Linked DNA regions of Mus musculus: all the other regions are linked to region 1. Evidence: chromatin contacts called from public HiChIP or PLAC-seq data. All regions are on one chromosome and are shown on one strand. Each heading gives the region's core, a stretch centred on a gene start, on an enhancer-like site or on the middle of the called end of the contact. The rest is flanking DNA. Distances are from core to core; before and after follow the strand shown. Region 1 has its middle 18 kb from the start of Slc4a7. Region 2 has its middle 180 kb from the start of Slc4a7. Region 3 has its middle 140 kb from the start of Il3ra.

What was found. HiChIP or PLAC-seq counts read pairs in DNA pulled down with a chosen protein or histone mark.
Region 2: a contact with region 1 is called in an H3K4me3 HiChIP or PLAC-seq map of the 230-238 cell line, with 15 read pairs. The contact joins two enhancer-like sites. A contact is called at or near these places in 3 of 115 datasets of contacts at active chromatin or transcription factors (the 230-238 cell line and large pre-B cells).
Region 3: a contact with region 1 is called in an SMC1A HiChIP or PLAC-seq map of large pre-B cells, with 2.9 times the contacts expected there. The contact joins two enhancer-like sites. A contact is called at or near these places in 2 of 15 datasets of contacts at CTCF or cohesin (large pre-B cells and pro-B cells), 1 of 484 Hi-C or Micro-C datasets (pancreatic cancer cells) and 3 of 115 datasets of contacts at active chromatin or transcription factors (the 230-238 cell line and large pre-B cells).

Annotation. Positions count from the first base shown.
Region 1 is chr14:14,683,348-14,686,287 of GRCm38.p6, reverse strand. No RefSeq gene overlaps it. Among named protein-coding and RNA genes, the nearest start is that of Slc4a7, 18 kb to the left of the region's middle. Within about 2 kb of position 1,562, at least 59 of the 459 cell types and tissues checked have an H3K27ac peak or open chromatin away from gene starts, as enhancers often do. A contact at or near this core is called in the 230-238 cell line and pro-B cells, where this site is marked.
Region 2 is chr14:14,523,972-14,526,855 of GRCm38.p6, reverse strand. No RefSeq gene overlaps it. Among named protein-coding and RNA genes, the nearest start is that of Slc4a7, 180 kb to the left of the region's middle. Within about 2 kb of position 1,420, at least 15 of the 459 cell types and tissues checked have an H3K27ac peak or open chromatin away from gene starts, as enhancers often do. A contact at or near this core is called in the 230-238 cell line, where this site is marked.
Region 3 is chr14:14,488,321-14,491,042 of GRCm38.p6, reverse strand. No RefSeq gene overlaps it. Among named protein-coding and RNA genes, the nearest start is that of Il3ra, 140 kb to the right of the region's middle. Within about 2 kb of position 1,427, at least 4 of the 459 cell types and tissues checked have an H3K27ac peak or open chromatin away from gene starts, as enhancers often do. A contact at or near this core is called in pro-B cells, where this site is marked.

The DNA of each region.
Region 1 (2,940 bases), core at 313-2,812:
TCTAGTTCCTCAGGATTCATGTGGTAACCTCAGAGGATACAAGCCAATCTCCATGTCAAAACAAGCAAGGACTTACCATTGTCATGATGGAGAGGGAGTAGGCAGGTCTTGGCCTGCATCTTCTAGGTATCCTATGCAAGCTTCAGACTGCTGGTATCTACCTCCATCAGAGACCACTTCCCTAAACTCAGGAAGATGTCTCTCCCTGTGCTTAAAGCAGGCTTGAGTTTAGGCCACCCAGCAGTGGCTCTTGGCATGACAGAAAATTCTTAGAATGGGTTTCAAAGCCAGGACCACTAAGATCTCTCTCTCTCTCTCTCTCTCTCTCTCTCTCTCTCTCCCTCCCTCCCTCCCTCCCTCCCTCCCTCCCTCCCTCCCTCCCTCTCTCTCTCTCTCTCTCTCTCCTTACCCCCACAAGCTTTTTTTCACTTTTAGAAATGCAATAATAAGCCAAGACTCAGATTTGTTAAATGTAGTAATTTCACAGCATCTGAATTCTTTTTACAGCTTCTCTATGCTCTTGACTTGTTCAGCTGAATGGATGAGCTCTGCTGTAAACAGTTTTAAAGAATGAGTCTCCAATCATTTTTAATGCATTTTGAAGGTTCCACCTCTGAGTCACTGCTCACAGGTGTTTTTCGTAGTTAATCGTGGTAGCAGTGACCTTGGCTCCTCTAATCTCTATATTCAATTAGAATACACAATATGAACTGTGGCCCAGGATTAAGAAACAAAACTGATTTTTTTGAGACAGGATCTTATTACACAGACTAACTTCCAGTTGGTCCCCAGAGTGGTGTGACTATGGCACCATACCACTATGTTTTAGTTTTAGTTAATTTTCATTTTATTCTGTACTTTTTCCTTACTACAATGTTTTTTTTTCTGTAATTTTTTTGTTTATTTCTCCTTTTTTTTCTGAGTGACAAAGTGAATGTTAATACTTTTTTTTTAGTTCCTCACAGATTAATGAACTCTTCTTTGCCTGATAGTTCATAATTCGCATCCTTTCCAGAAACTGTCTGGAGTTGGAGAAAGCCACCTTGATAAAGATCACAGAATTTCCAGGGGACTGCAGTAACTCCAGAGGCCTGGGCCCTGCCTCAGTCTGAAGGGCTGTCCTGCACAGCAGCAATGTCCTTCCTTGTCACAGTGCTGCTTCTGAGAGTTCAAACCATGGAACTTCTGCAGAAAAATCTGAGTCTGGATTCCAGGAATGTTCCTAGAACTTCTAAATAAAATGAAAGGACCAAGACAGGTAGAACGTGCTGAGACTGAGGCTTGGTGGTACAGCTCCTGCTGAGTGGTTTCGAGGCCCAGGGCTCTATCCTGGCATTGCACAGAAAGGGAGAAAAAAGAGGAAATGAAAATAAAAGTGTTTTCATCTTCGGCTGTAGCTATTGCTCAGTGGTAGAGTTTATGCTGTATTTGCTTAGCATGTATGAGGTGCTAGCTTTGACCCCCACATACATAGCTGTCAGCTATGTCTCTCTTCAAGTCGTATATAAAAATGGTGTCATAAAAATCAAGAGATACCATGCATATTTGTCTATTTTACTAACAAAAACTTAGGAGAGAAATAAAATACATATGTATTTGCTTGACACACAAAATAAATGTAACGGCCCCTCAAGTAGGAAAGGAAATTCACGGGTGTTTCTTGAATTTTTTATTACTTTTTTTTAAATAATAAAGTGCCATTTACACTCATCTCATAATTGAAAGATTATGATGCCTTTTAAGTACAAATAATTGTGAAGATTTTTTTGGACTGAAACATTTCACCTCTCTCTGTCTCTCTGTCTCTGTCTCTGTCTCTCTGTCTCTGTCTCTCTCTCTCTCTCTCTCTCTCTCTCTCTCTCTCTCTCTCTCTTGTGTGTGTGTGTGTGTGTGTGTCTTACATTTGGAAGCTAGAGGCCAATGTCATTCCCTCAATGACTAATTATTCACCTTTATTTTCTTTGGACAGAACCTGGAAATGACTGATTCAGCTATGCTGTCTGGCCAGGACACTCCAGGGATCCTATTTCCACCTTCCCAGCACTGAGATTGTAGACTTTTACCACAATGCTCAGCTTTTGTCCATGGATTCTGGGACCCAGCAGATCCTAATGCAGGCATGCTAAACACTCTACCAACTAAGCCATCTCTTCAGCCCCTATATTTTAAACTTATTTAGGTATGAAAAAAATTGAAAGGAAACTTTTTAAATCTATTGATATTGTTTCATTGAGACAGGATCTTTCCATGAGGCCCTCGACAGCCTAGGAGTCATCGTGTAGACCAGACTGGCCTCAAAAGTGTGGTGTGCTTATGTCTGCTCAGGGCTAAGATTGCCCCTGTGAACCACAATACCTGCCTTGTATGACAGTTTCAAAGCTTAGCATACTTAAAGCACCCTATCATGACCTCTATGGCAATGCATTCTTTCCTCACCTTCACAGTGATGGAAACAAATCGAGAACCTCAAACACACTAGAATCCTTTTTTTTTTTCGATTTTTTTATTAGGTATTTAGCTCATTTACATTTCCAATGCTATACCAAAAGTCCCCCATACCCACCCACCCCCACTCCCCTACCCACCCACTCCCCCTTTTTGGCCCTGGCGTTCCCCTGTACTGGGGCATATAAAGTTTGCATGTCCAATGAGCCTCTGTTTCCAGTGATGGCCGACTAAGCCATCTTTTGATACATATGCAGCTAGAGTCAAGAGCTCCGGGGTACTGGTTAGTTCATATTGTTGTTCCACCTATAGGGTTGCAGATCCCTTTAGCTCCTTGGGTACTTTCTCTAGCTCCTCCATTGGGAGCCCTGTGATCCATCCATTAGCTGACTGTGAACATCCACTTCTGTGTTTGCTAGGCCCCGGCATAGTCTCACAAGAGAATCCTAATTACCACGGGCTGCAAGTCTCATTACATGCTCATGGTCATCCTTG
Region 2 (2,884 bases), core at 171-2,670, 160 kb after region 1:
TTGGTTGTCAGATGCCTAGTCTTTGCTTCACCAAAATTTGTTACCAGAGAACCAAAGCTCTCTTTGTGGATTCTTTATCTTGTTTGTTGTTGTTGTTGTTTCTCTCTGTTTAGGTTTCTCTGTGTAGCTCTGGCTGTCATGGAACTCACTCTTTAGACCAAGCTGGCCTCAAATTGAGAAATCCTCCTGCCTCTGCCTCCCAAGTGCTGGGATGAAAGGCGTGCACCACCACTGCCTGGCTATCTTGTTGATAAAAGCATTTATAAAAAGACTCAGAAGAAAGCTGGAGGACCGTTGTACAAGAGCTTGGGAGAGAAACCATGGAGCCTTGTGGCTCTCAGACTAGACAGCTGCCAGAGGAGGGAGATAGAGAAGAAGAAGATGTAGCAGTTCATGTCTTTTGAGTTAGACTCCAAGAAAACAGGTTTGTCCAGCAAAGAAAGAGTAGAGAGTATATAGGGAAAACCTGATGAAGATTTGGGGTGGTATCCCTAGAAGAGGTACAAAGGAAGGGAAAGAAAATTTGCCTTTTGAGTTAGAATTCAGAACAGCAGGCAGGCTTACCAGTGAAGATCTTTCAAGTAAGTGCCTCAAGGGAGGACCCACAGAAGTGTATGATTTTAAGGGAATAACTATTTCTCCTGTCTCATTAAGGTGTCTTCAGGAATATCAGCTTTCCTGGGTCTCTCAATCAGGAGATTGATAGGGGCAGCTGTATTAACTCTTAAGGGAGGAGACACCAGGATGTACTGTTGATGAAAACTTAGAGTGCCATGTCTACTTGGGGACACAGAATCAGAGGTAGAACACAGAACCTAATCTTTTTTACTCAGAAGCAATTATTCCTTAATTAACCCCAATAAAACTGATATTTTCACTCACCTCCCTTTTGGATAGCATTTTAAATTCCAAGGAGGGCAATTGGGATGCTTTTCTTTCTTAAAAAAATGGTGTTACTAGGGAAACTGAAAGTAGCTAGCTGATCCATAACAGATCAGTTGGTTATTTAAGATCTTCATTCTGAGATGTGTTTGTGATGTTCTTAAAGCAGAGGTAGGGACTCTGAGAAACACATTACCTTACATGTTTGTGTTCTATCAAGGTTACAATTTATTTCATCCCTTTTCTTCACTTCAGGTAAATTGACCTCTCTCTAGTTACATATGGAGCATAGACCTTCGGTCTAAGTCTCCACACCATATTTTCAGTGTATCATATCCCCAAACCTTAGTACAACTGATGAAAATTGTGCATTTGAGCCTTGGAAACCAGCACACAGGCAGAAACACCTGCCAAAATGAGAACAAAACCCAATCCATCAAAGTCGATATTGCTGTGAAAGTCCATAAATGTACTAACTTTACTTTTCGGTTTCTGTAGTTCTGCTTCTGGCTAACCGTTCTTAATGACTGAGGCGTGTCAACCCAGGATGTGGTTTTTGTGCTTAAAAGCCCACCCTGAGGAAGGTTCAGGTCCCAAACACCCAGTGTAGTTGCTGGCCAGCTAATAAAGACTTCCTATTGGCTTGAACTCATGTCTGAGTGATCTTTTCTGGTGGATACCTCACAATACCAGGGGCTCTTTTAGTACTGACTCCCAAACTTGGCTACATATTGAAATCAGCAAGGATGTTTCTGACAAAATGAAAAGCCACAGTTCTCACATTAAAGTAGACAAGAAATGGTTTATTCTAGAGTCATCTAGATATGAATGATTGGGGACACAGATTCAGGTTCTCCCAAGGTGATATTTGACTGAGGACATAGGTAAAGGTTACTCCAGTGTGGTATGTTTCACTGGGGACAAAAATTCAGGTTACTCCAGGGTGATGATTGACAAGGACACAGATTCAGGGTACTCTAGAGTGACACTTGCTTTTGGTTGTCACCTTGACATGCATATGAGAAGGGAACCTCAATTAAGAAATTGTCTCAACCATAGTGACCTACATAGGTCATTTTATTGATTGCTAATTGACAGAGAAGAATCCAGCCCAGTGTGAGTGGTTGGCATCTCTGGGAAGGGGATCCTGCATCATATAAGGAAGATGTTTGAGCAGAGACAGGAATCAAATCAGTAACCCTCATTCTTTTGTGGGCCCTGGATTCAGCTGGTGCCTCCAGACTCCTGCGTTGGATTCCCTTGAAAATCAATGCTAACTTGTAAGCCAAATTACCTTTCCCCCCTGGAGGTGCTTGTGGTCAGTGTTTTAATCACAGCAAACTGAAAACAAACCATGACACCTAAACTCCATATTCTATTGTGGTAAAAGTTTCATGATATTTTAATAATAACAGCCCAAAAAAGTAATAAATCAAGAAACTTTTTTATAGCAAGACATTCTTGGACCTGCCAGAGGTATAAATAATGATACCGCTTCGGTTATAATTTGAAGTTTAGGTCTTTTACTTGGGCAGTCTCCAAGCTCTCTCATATAACTTAACCTGACTCTCTTGCTCATGACCTGCCAGTAGTTAGCTCTATACATTTTCTCTGCTCCTCTCTGGTCCATCTGTTGCCCTCCATGTCCACTCCCTGAATCTCTTACTTCTCTTTTCTTATCTCAGCATCTCTCTTTCTCTCTCTCTGACTCTCTCTCTTTCTGCCACAACTACCTGCCCAACTATTGGTTTTCAGATATTTATTACAGCCAATCAGCAGTGATACTGTGTCTTATATAACTAGATTGTCTGACTTTCAAGTATCTGAATAGGTGTGGAAGGACATGTATTTACAAATCAAATATAAGGTCAGTGACTGGCCATAGAAATGACAATACCCTAATTTGTTGGAGTTTATCTCTCTGCCAGTACAGAATTAATAACAAAATATAGAAACATATATTTACAGAAAGTTTTTAAAAAGGATACCTCAGCACTTTTCA
Region 3 (2,722 bases), core at 178-2,677, 200 kb after region 1:
ACAGTACTCAAGACCAAGTTTGTTAGAATTTAGTGATGAAATTGGTACAGAGATAGACTTGTTGGGTTTGCTCACTCAGTCCCACCTGAAAGAAACATGAATGAGAAACTGGGGATTCATACTGAGGACAAAGTGAGGCAGGCTGAGTAATTTACAAAAACTGGAGTATGTGCTGCCAATTTCTTTTGCTGTATTATCATTAGTATATTTCTGCTGTATCATGAATACATGTTAGAGCAGAGACACAGGCACAGACCCTGAGATCAACTGCAGAGGAGTTGAAAGGAACAGGCCAGAGGCAAATGAGTATTTTAATAGCAAATGAGAATGACTCAGGCCCTGGCTTACTTCTTCAGGCACCTTCAACTCTCTGACCTCTGCTTTATCATGCTTTCATGCCCAGGCACCAGGGAAAGGGCAAAGTAGAGATTCATAATGGTAAGTATCTGCCCTGCCCATTATTATTTTTTTCAATAAAGAATTTTAACTGGTACACAAGTAGAAAAATTATAAACATCAATACAGTACCCAATAATATATCTCAAGAGCTATATACACTGTATAATCAAGTTAAAAAGATCTTGCTCTGTTGGAATTCTGTCTAAACTCTACCCCCACAGTTCCTGGCAGCAGCCAGGTAGGCTTGACCCAGTATAAAAGGGCTGCTTGGCCCCTCTTCTCTCTCTTATGCTCTTGCCTTTCTCTTGTCTCTTGCCCCCTTGCTCCACCTCTCTTCCTCCCTCTCTCCACGTGGCAAGGCAGGCCTCCTGTACTCTCCCTATCTCTGCCTTTCTTTGTCTCTACTACTCTCTGAATTCCTCTCCCCTTGCCCTGAATAAACTCTATTCTATACTATAACGGTGTGGGTCTGGTCTCTCAGGGGGAAGAGCTGCCTTGGCATGGGCCCGCCGAGGTACCCACTTCTCCCACACTCCACAAGAACATATTCATATAGCTCTTTCTCTTTTTATAATCACAACATTGGTGCTGTGATTCAGATCCAAAAACTCTGCAGGTTTGCATCCCATCTCAGCCACATGCTTGCTAGCCCAGATCTGGTAAGCCCCCACTTCCACTGGTCAGAGTGACCATCTGGATGGTCCCAGAGAAGATTTCTTGATCTCAGAGCTACCCCTGTGTTTTCCCTTGGGTGACATTTCCCTTTCCTCTTTCTTGAGGCTGAGAATTCAAGACTAGGTCTGTAAACCCCCCATCTGTCTCGCCCTTGGGCCAGTCTGCTATATAGCTGAGCCTTTCCCCTTCTCCCTCTCTCACTTGCAGCCTGCTAGTTTAGATGGTTTGCCTGTAAAACAAATTTGCCTGCCTCTGCCACGGACCCTGTTTGCTGACCTCCCCAACTCCTTGGCTTTCTGCTTGGAGTCTGTCTCGCCTGGGACTGTCCATGCTTGGTTCCCTCAGCCTGTTTATGCTCTGCTGGTCCTGGCCTCTCTATGCTACTTTGGGTCCTTATTTTCCCCTAACACCGTGGGCTGTGACTCCCAGCTGCTGGTAGGAAGTTCCACCCCACAGTGGCACAACCTTCTCCTGCGCTCATGTGCACGAGGGAGCTCCCACAGGAGCTGCTGCCATTCAGTTCCCAGCCTCTGCCATGTGGGTTATGCCAATCAGCCGAGCCCAAACCAACCATTCAGTTACACATTTTCTGCTACCAGACTGCAGAAGTCTGAAAACACACACCGGCATATTGATTGATAAGGAGTTTCTCCAGTTGGTGGGAGGGATCCTATGTGCCCAGATAGCTCCTGGCCAGCCTCCTGTGGGCTAAGGTGATGACTTTCAATGCCCCAGTTCTTAAGAGCAGCCTCCTGGCTGACCTACAAGTTAGGACATCGGACCTTTGGGTGACTTCCTTCTCGAAGGCAATTCATAAACACTTTTGGCTCTTGCAGCTGGCCGGAAAATCCTGGTACCAGGTTAAATTGCTTTCTAACAATTTCCAGGAAATTGCCCGTCGCTGAAGTCTCTAGTTATTCATATGACCTGAATTTCTAGTTTGACTGTATACTGACCCGTTACTGAGTTCTTTACTTGGGACCCTGGTATGAAAGGTTCAGTGACACCCCCATCCGCTGTCACCCAATGGACGCTAAAGTGTTCTTAAACATATTTTAAGGGATCTTCACACATACTGCCAGCAGTCTGGTAAATAAACAAAAGGCCAAAGCGCTTACCTATTCATGCTCCCTGCAGGTTCAGTTTATGTCACAGGCTTAAATCTGCCTGGACAACTCATTTTCTTTCACCACAATTTTATGTCACTGTTGCCAGCTCTCTTATACTGGTTCTAACCATATGCCTCTTTGCTAAAGTTACCTAGAGTTTTCATTTCTATCCTGTCTTAATATGATTTTTACTACTGTCATTAACTTCTGACTGACTGCACAAGCTGCCATTGAGGCCATTGGCTAGTGGACTCTGTCATTTTTAAAATAATATAACTGCTAAATTATTGTTTATTCTTTCTCAAACTTCTGACTACATTGACAGATAGACAGCTATTTCCTTACCTAAACTCTGTTTCCATTAATTTAACGCTTCATATTTCCTCTTCTTGCTATGCCACTGTTCTAATATCTGAGTTCCTACAAATTTGCCTAACTCTAATAAAACATTCCACTATATGATCCAACTTATAATCTTGTTCCTTGTGCTCCAGAAAAGGTTCATCTTAAAGACTGTTCATGTGGTTAACTCATGCTGT